Linked DNA regions of Gossypium hirsutum: region 1 is linked to region 2. Evidence: chromatin contacts called from public Hi-C data. All regions are on one chromosome and are shown on one strand. Each heading gives the region's core, a stretch centred on a gene start, on an enhancer-like site or on the middle of the called end of the contact. The rest is flanking DNA. Distances are from core to core; before and after follow the strand shown.

The links. A called contact is a pair of places that touch in the nucleus more often than the background predicts.
Region 1: a Hi-C map of leaf shows a contact between it and region 2, with 4 times the contacts expected there. The contact joins the promoter of LOC107901662 here to the enhancer-like site in region 2. A contact is called at or near these places in 7 of 34 Hi-C or Micro-C datasets (anther, fibers, leaf and 1 more).

The regions. Positions count from the first base shown.
Region 1 is chrD06:24,935,239-24,939,784 of Gossypium_hirsutum_v2.1, reverse strand. It overlaps LOC107901662 (chorismate mutase 2), which reads right to left and starts at 3,147. Exons shown (of 6, transcript XM_016827750.2): 1 at 2,840-3,147; 2 at 811-1,039. The coding sequence starts at 1,020.
Region 2 is chrD06:24,712,897-24,717,436 of Gossypium_hirsutum_v2.1, reverse strand. No RefSeq gene overlaps it. Among protein-coding and RNA genes, the nearest start is that of LOC121218886, 3.3 kb to the left of the region's middle. Within about 2 kb of position 2,611, at least 2 of the 9 cell types and tissues checked have an H3K27ac peak or open chromatin away from gene starts, as enhancers often do. A contact at or near this core is called in leaf, where this site is marked.

The sequences.
Region 1 (4,546 bases), core at 1,898-4,397, 220 kb before region 2:
AAACATAGCGAAGGTATTGAGGAGACGCCCAACTCCTTCCCAAAAAGTCCGTATTGTCTTTATGTTATAAGTTGGGATTCAAACCCTAGCATAAGCAAATGGCCAACATTTCTGGCGCTCTTAAATTTCCTTAAACAAAAGGCAACTCCGAGATATAATGGAAATGATTCATACAGTTAACTTTAGAACGAAACAAAGAGATGATGATTAAAAATTGGAGAATCAAATCTCTTGTAACGTAAAGCGGTTTCCTTGAAGCGACAACGTATAAAGTAAAGCAGTAAATGCAAAATGCTGTCTTCCATTTTGTGTTATGGGGATTATATTATGAGCAATTATTTAATCACATCAACACCAAAAAGTAAAGACAAGTCACAATAATTGAAACTTGATTTTTAGTTACAATTTAGTTTAACCATTAATGTTTTTCGTCACAAAATTATCATTAAGCACTTACAGAATCAAGTCAAAATGGGCAGGTAAGTCTCGACTCTTTTGACTAAATATAAAAAATCTCTTTGTAAAATTAATAAATTAATTTAAATATTTTTTGCCCTTAGTTAAATGAAAAAAAAAATTAAACCTTTCTAGTCCCTTGATAAAATGGAAATTCAATAATTTAATTCTTTTTTAACACAAAATTTTCAACTTCAACCCCATTAAAATTCCTGTATTTGCTCTTGAATAGACCTATGCAATCACAACAATTTCAATTAAAAACTTTTTTAAGTAGAGAGGTGGCATGTTTTAACTGAGAATGAATGACATAAGGGAGAAAGATGAAAGAGAAGAGAGGTTCAGTTTTTTTACCTTAGCTTGTACGGCCTCTGTTTGTTTAACGAAGAACTCAAGCAAAGATCCACTGAAGCCAGGGATGGAAGCGTAGGAAGGGTCGTAGGTGGGAGGGTTCAAAGGGAACCTTGCTCTCTCTATCAGACTGTAAACAATGGTGTCTTCTTGCCTTATCAATGAATCCCTCACCATCCCCAGCGTCACGTTGTTGTGTTCTGCTTTCGCCATTTCGTGTTTGCAGGCTGAACTAGCAAGAAGAAAAAGAGTTGTTAACATCATTACCACAGACATATCAATGTTGGTAAAAATTAAAAACAATGGAAGACCTATTACATTTATGATATAAGGAAAAACGAGTAAACGAAAGTGGGAAGTAAGACGTTGACAAATGATCTCTCTCTCTCTCAAATTTATAAGACGTTGACAAATGATCTCTCTCTCTCTCAAATTTATGAATGGAATGGAAGGGGGTTTATATAAAAGAAAAGAAGAAGCCAAAAGAAATGGTGGGTAGTGCGTAGTGCGCACGGGAGAGTTGCCTTTCTCTGTGTTCAGACTTAAAGGGTTGTGTCGGCTCAGACATGGCGTTCTATCTAATCCTGTTTTGTCCCATTAGTTCTGCGGACCTTAAAAAAGGGTAACGGAATAACTTGAGGGTTAGTTATGTGGTTGCAACTTGCTGGAACTGGGACGCTTATATTATTATTAATTGCTACTCAATGTGATTGGTTATAAAACATCATCTTTACCAGGAATTAGACTCAAATCCATGTTTGTGCCACCCTACTCAATTTTTATGTTTTGGGTCAAATTGTTTTACCTAAACCCTAAGAAAAATCTAGCCCAAATGAGGAAAAAACCCTAAACAAATAGAAAACGAATACAAGCTAACCCTAAGAAAAATCTAGCCCCAATGAAAAAAAACCCTAAACAAATAGAAATGAATACAAGCTAACCCTAAACCCACCCACCAACCTAAATCCGAAGAAAAAAAATGAATAAATGTATTATTGTTATTTAAATATTTTCCTTATTTTTTCAAAATTTTTTATTTCCCTAGTTTTTAGAGTTTCTTAAAAGAAAACAACAATGATCGAATCAAAAATCAATGGTCTAATCGATTTAACCATCAATTCAATTCAAAAACCTATGTTGACAGTTTAAATAACTAATTGATCAAATCAATTTGATTTTAAATTAGATTAATGATTAAATAATTTGGATTTTAAAACTTCTATACCATTTCAACATTTCAATTTGAGTTAATTTGGGTTCATGTCCTATTAGATTTAAGTTGGTTCAATTTAAAACTCAAATCGAGTCAATTTGAAGTACTTCAAGTCAATTTTAAAATCAAAAGTCAATTTTAAAATCAAAAGTCAATTTAAATACAAATGGTTAGAATTTTTATAATTAAAACGAGTTGAGGTTGGAATTGTATTTCTAGATTTGGGATCAAAATTGATAGGTTTAATTACAAACCTACAGGCTTATACAATTTGCTTGTTCTTTATTCAGGTCGTTTCTAGTGCTTAGAGTGTACATGAATGTCCAAACCTGATTGTATTACTGAACCTTTATATCAGGATTTGCTGCTTATTAATGATAATAGAGTGCACTCTTTCAGTCCTCCTATCTCAATTTAACTTAATTTTTATTTTCATTCTTTTAGAGTTCACAGCTACAAATATAGTGTAATTATAGTACAAATAAAATAAAATCAATACACAACTCTAGGGCAAGACTCATTCATGACAATTACATGTGGTGAGACTCGAAATAGTAAGGGTGGTTTTAACGAGAACTATAAAAAATAAAAAAACAACATTAAAATTCAAATGAAAGGCCTTCAATTTAATGTAGATAACTATTCATTGATAAACTAATATCCCTTAAAAATGTGAAATAATTTCCCTGTTTCACTTGCAAACTAATCAACCATCCAAAATGCTTTTAAAGCCAAAATAACAAACAATTCATCTTTAAACACCAAACAACTACACCTGATATGATACACATGAAAAAAAGCAGTAAGAAATTTTCTCACCTCAGCTAGGAACCAAACTGTGAAGGTTGTTGGACATGAATCGACATAAGCCGTGCAGTGTCTTTCCACCATGAAATCTCTCTTTCCTTGTCGACCAGTTCTTGCTGTGCACTTGCCAAAGCAGCTTCTAATTCTCTTATCTGCTCTTCCTGCCTCGATTCCAACAATTCATGCAACTTTCTCTCCAGTTCGTGTGGAGGAACACCACAATGCAACTGCGCACACTCTTCTTCTTCACCATAAATTGTCGGGTCAATTACTTCTCCATAGCTCATACTGTAGCTTCGGGCTGAACTATTACCAGTACTCTGCTATAGTTGTAAAAAAGATGACATTTAAAATCTCCAGGGAATTGGTAAGGTTTCAATATTAGTTAGTACTACTACATAAACTAAACATATTGAGTTAGGTATGGGCTGATTCCAAGTATGAATTAATTTATACGTTTTAGGTTTGGATCATTCAAGATTCACATCATTTTTGGTTTTAGATAATTTTGGGTTGGGCCAATTAGAGTTTTAAAAGTTTTAGATAATTTCAATTCAAGTCATTCAAGTTTGTTTTATTTGGATATTTCAAGTCTTAAGTCATTATAGTTTTTTGAGTCATGGTAGGTTTAGGTCATTTAGAGATATTTGTTCAAGTTGGGTCAATTTATTTGAGTTTAAATCAATTTCAAGTTCAGACCATTTTGGGTTACTCGTTCAGATTGAGTCAATTCAAGTTCAACTGGAATTATGAATTCGAATCATTTCAAGTTTGGACCATTTTAAATTCAAGTCATTTCAAATTCAGATGATCTTTGGTTTCAAGTCGATTACGGTTCAAATTCGGTCAAATCAAATTCAACTGGAATTTAGATTCAAATTAATTAAATCACCCTAACCAAAAACAATGAAATACAAAAGACATGCCAAATTCCCAAGTTTTAATCGTACCTGAGGATGGGTTGAGGACAATTTGCTTGCATCCAAATGGAGTTGCAAACGTTCTAACTCGGCTTCAAGTTCTGCTTCAAGTCTATCCATTCCTTCCAGATACTTTTCTTCTTTCGGCACATCTTCACATTTCAAAGGCTGATCAAATATCTCTTTATTTGATATAAGATCGCCATTAAACTCCGATTCTAAATCTTCATCAATGCCATTGTTTGATTCAATCTCCTTTGCGGTTATGAATAAATCTTTGTTTCGGAGCTCATCTTTAACATTTTCAAGAACAGCCGCTATTTGGATTCTCAGTTCTGCCATCTTTTGAAGTTCTTTTTCAGTCACAGCAACCAGTCGAAGCAAAAAACACCCTATTACCACGTTGTAATTAGCTTCCCTTCCGCTTCTTTCTGATTAAAAAAAAAACCCCGAAAATTATTAAAATTTGATCCAACGTCAATCTCTAAGCTTGAGTTCGGCTCAAGACTTAATCGAGTTACTCATGCTTGAGCTCGATTAAGTCTTAAACTTCTATTTGCAAATAATAAAAAGTACAAATATAATTTCAGTATTAAAATTTCGAATCAACTCAGAGTTGATATTACGTGAGCTAAGATTTAGTTGACATAAATCTTAAGATTTAATAAATAGTATTTTGTCCCTAAAAGAACCACTTATAGAGTTAGGCTCCATATAAGCAACTATTTGCACTCTAGTATAGGTGTCTTTCTCCATGTTATGATCTAAAACTAATCCTATTCGAATACCCTTTCAACCA
Region 2 (4,540 bases), core at 1,362-3,861:
AAAAAATCTGCCTAGATTTCATCTGTCACTATCAATCTAAATTATGCAATTTATTTACTTAGTACCTTGATTTGTAGAAATTCCTAAATTATGCTAATATCTCTTTCGAGCATAAGAGCAACTAATTCTGAGTTGAACAATTAAAATTTCTTTCTAATTAAACTCCTATTATCGCATTAACTCATGCTATGGATTCCCCTATTAGATTTGACTTTAATCCGGTAGATTTATGTTGTCCTATTTCTAGGATTGCATACAACTCCACTCAATTACGCAATATCTAATCTTAAATAGGGTTTATTTAACCACCGATTTATCAAACATGGATTAATAATCTAGAAATATCAAACCAAGAATTAAGCACACATAAGTGAGAACAAGAAACTAAACATTTATTGTGTAAAATAAAAATCAAAAGACAGAATCCATCATAGGGTTCATCTCCCTAAGTATTTAGAAAACTAGTTCATGCTTGAAAATAGAAATATCCAAGTTACATTATAACCGAAAGAAATAAAGAAATTCGTGGTAACTTCCTAAGAAATCAACTGGGAATCTTTAATCTTGATGGAAATTTTCTTCAAAGTCGGCTTCAATGGTGTTTTTCAAGTTGTTTTCTTGAATATTCTATAATGGCTCACTCATATCTTCTTCTTCTTTTCATATATATGTCTTAGAGTGCCCGAAAAACTTAAAAATCATTATTTTCCGTTGTTCGATGCACAATCTGATGAAATCGACACGACCTGCCACACGTCTGTGTGGGTCACACGGCCATGTGGTCTAGCCATGTGGAATGGTTTAGCCCATGTAGCTCCTGCAGCTTGCTACGACGCTCCGGTTTTCGCTCCTTTTGCTCCCAATTGCTCTATTAAGTATTAAAACATTAATTTTAAGGATTAGGGGTATAAAATTCACAAATAGCATCGAATAAGCATCCAAAAATGCATTAAGAATAAGGTTAAAATATGTTACTTTTAGCACTTATCATTTTTCAATTTTCAACATATAACATTACATATTCACAATATAATCTAGAATTTAAATCTTTTACTTAAATTTTCACTAAAGATTAATATACATATCAAATAATACTAATAATTAAATTATTCAATTAACACATTTTATGATTAATTAAGTTAAACAAGTTAAAATTCTTGAAGTACTTAAAACCAAGGCTTGGATGATGAGGTTTCCTTCTTCTTACTCATTAATCACTTCCTTTCTTTTGTCTTCAATTTGAGTCTCTCATTTCTTCTCTGTTTCTTCAATTCCATTTCAGAACATATAATATTTACATGTTAAAACCACAATCAAATAGCATTTCTATGCTATCTTATTGAAATAAACATGTATTTCAAGAGGATTTCATCATCTTTTACCTTATTTACTTGAAATCAAAACTTAATTCCTATTTTATCTCTCCTTCAATACATCTATGGAGTATCTTCCCATGGAATTAAGATGACCACTAGTCTTCTCTATTGCATTTACTAAGAAAACATTAAAGAATTTGAAAGAATTAAGTTTGGAAGGGCTTAGAAATGCTGGAAGGACCTATTTGAAATAAAAGCAAAATTTTGGTTGATGGCTTTAGGGGTGACATTTTGTTTCTTCTTACGGGGGATGAAAGCTTTCATCTTTTCTACTTTTTTTCTACATAATTATACAAAAAAAATCTCTTAATTTAATAATTACATATTAGTTTTGCAATTTGATCCTCCAATCTTCTTTTAACACAATTCAATCCTTAATCATTAAGTTTTTTCATAATTATCTAATTTAAGTCATTACTATTTAACCCTTCAACTTTCTCTACAATACCATGCATGATTCATGCTTTATTTTGGTCAAATTTCACTTCTAATCCTTCCTCTTTTCTCCAAATTCTATGTATTCTTTTCTAATATTTAATTTTTTACTTTTACCACAATACTTTCTATTCTTCTACAATTTATTCAATATCTCAAATTAATTTTCCTCATCTAAAAGCATATTCTAATATCCTATTGGCTCTAACTACTCTATATATCAACACTCAAATTATCAATATTATTTGTTTCTAAGAATTCTCTAATATTCCTAACTTGGCATAGTACTGTATCCAACTCCAAGGCATAATGCGGATGTTACAAGTTATTAATTAAAAATATGAATCAAAAACTTAAAAATAATATATTTATTAATTATTAATTAATTTTAAAAAAACGTTTAAAACAACATGAAATAAAAAATAAAAATTTGAGTAAGAAAGGAATCAAATCCGATACTCAAGGATAAAACTACTAACATTTAACCATCTAACCAAAGAAGCTAATGTATTAAGTTATTAAAGAAAATGCATTTTGTAGAACGTGTTTTCAGACACGTCAGCAGAAAACACTTCTTGCAAGACGCATTTCCTATTTCTCTCTCCAAAATCGGCCTACTTCCCATTATCTTCCAAAATCGGCATATATTGCTAATTTACCCCATATATTTTACCATTAATCCCATTAACAATGAATAAAAGTTATATTGTTTCTTCATAAATTTGAAGTACAAATTGGCTCATGTATAAAATAGATCCACCAAAGGCTGCCCACTGGACAGATTTAACCATTTTAATAGTCTGAATTAAGACCCAAACATTACATTGAAGCCGGCCAGTCTGGATGTAAAGCAATTTACATAGGCCTAACAAATGAAAACTTAGCCCTAAATTTTAATAGAGGCTACTGCTTTTGCGGGGCTTTCACTATAATAATTTCCCAAATATAGGGGCTTTTTTTTTAATGTTATTATTGAGGAAGTGGAAGGTTGGAAATTTCAAATAAAAAAAGATTAGGATTGTATGTGATTTGGTTAAAAAAATTTAAGTTACTTTAAAATATAAATCAGATTTGAGTTTAAACATTTAAGGCTTATGTTTAGATTGATTCAATTTACTTTCTAAATATTTAATATATTATATTATATTATATTTATGTATTTTGTAATATATAACATATAAAAATTAAAATATTTCATATATTTACTTTTAAAAAAACTTATCTAGAGAAATCAAAGTTGAATTTGGGTTGATCTAAGTGATTTTTAAAAATTTCAGGTCAATTTGGTTCGGATCATTTTGGATTTAGGTCAATTTAGAGTTCAAATCATTTTGTCTTTTTTGTTCTTATCATTTATATTTGAGGTTAAAGTTTTTCAAATTAACTCATTGTGTATTTAGATCATTTAAATTATTTCGAGTTTGAATTGCGAAACTTTAAATAAATTTAACTCAATTTTTACATGGGTTTTGCTAAAAACATTGAGATTTGTGCATTGCATTGTTTTATAAGCTGTATTTTTCGTTTGTAGTTATAATGAGGAAAAGTCTTAGATATGCTGTAAAATATATAAATAATTTACTAGTAGTGTTAATATAACAACATATAATTTAGGTGGCTTTTAAAAATGAACTTTCTTTCTCAAAACCGGGTTCTAAATAAAAGCGTTGCTTTTAGCTTAAAGTATTAAGAAAGAAAATCATACTTCGATATTTTTAAGAGAAACTTATAAAAATTTTAATCAATATAAATATATTCGAATTAAAAATTGGATGGAACTCACACATTATGTTACTTAAATCCAAAACAATCTAGGAGATAACTAGTAAAGCTCGAACATAGACATCAAGAATACCGAAACATCAACCTTACCATTTTAGTTAAAGCCTAACGTCACGTTTGGTTAAAGTAAATGGAATAGGACTGTAATGGAATAAAGTTGTAATCAGTAATTCAATTGTTTGGTTCATTAGAATAAAATAGAGTTGTAATAATATTCTTGTGTTTAGTTGAATGGAATAGACGTTGTAATAGCATACCTAAAAAGGCTTAAATGATCAAAATACCCTTAGCAATTTTTTTTAGGTAGATGATTATTATTGTTATTATTAAATTTTAATAAGATTTTTATTAATTATATTTTAATAAATAAATAACAAATTATTTAATCATATTTTAACATAATTATTATTAAATATAATTTAATAAAATAATATATGAATTAATAACATTCTTAATATAATTTTTATTAAAATAGGAATTAATCAAAATCATAATATATAATATTATAAAAATAATACATAACCTACTTTATTATTTTGCTAAAATATAATTAGCGAAATAAATAATTTAATTATCTTCTAAAGTAAAAAGCAAAATATTAGAAGTAATAAATAGGTTGAGAATTATATTTTACATCCAAACATAATGTTCATACAATAACAAAAAGTTACATAATGCCATTAACTTATATGACATAATCTATATGTTAAATTTTACATAAAAAAATTACAACAGTCTGTGGCATTCTATTATGTCATTATACCATCCAAATTGTAATGACCCGATAGTCACGGGCATCGGAAAATGTATTTTCGAGACTTCGTTTTCATAAAACAGATTCCTAAATATTTTTAAAAAATATTTACGAAGTTAGTTGTGTAGTTAATTAGGTTTTGATTAGGTGAATTTGCATGAATTAAGAGTAATTAGGTATAAGGACTAAATTG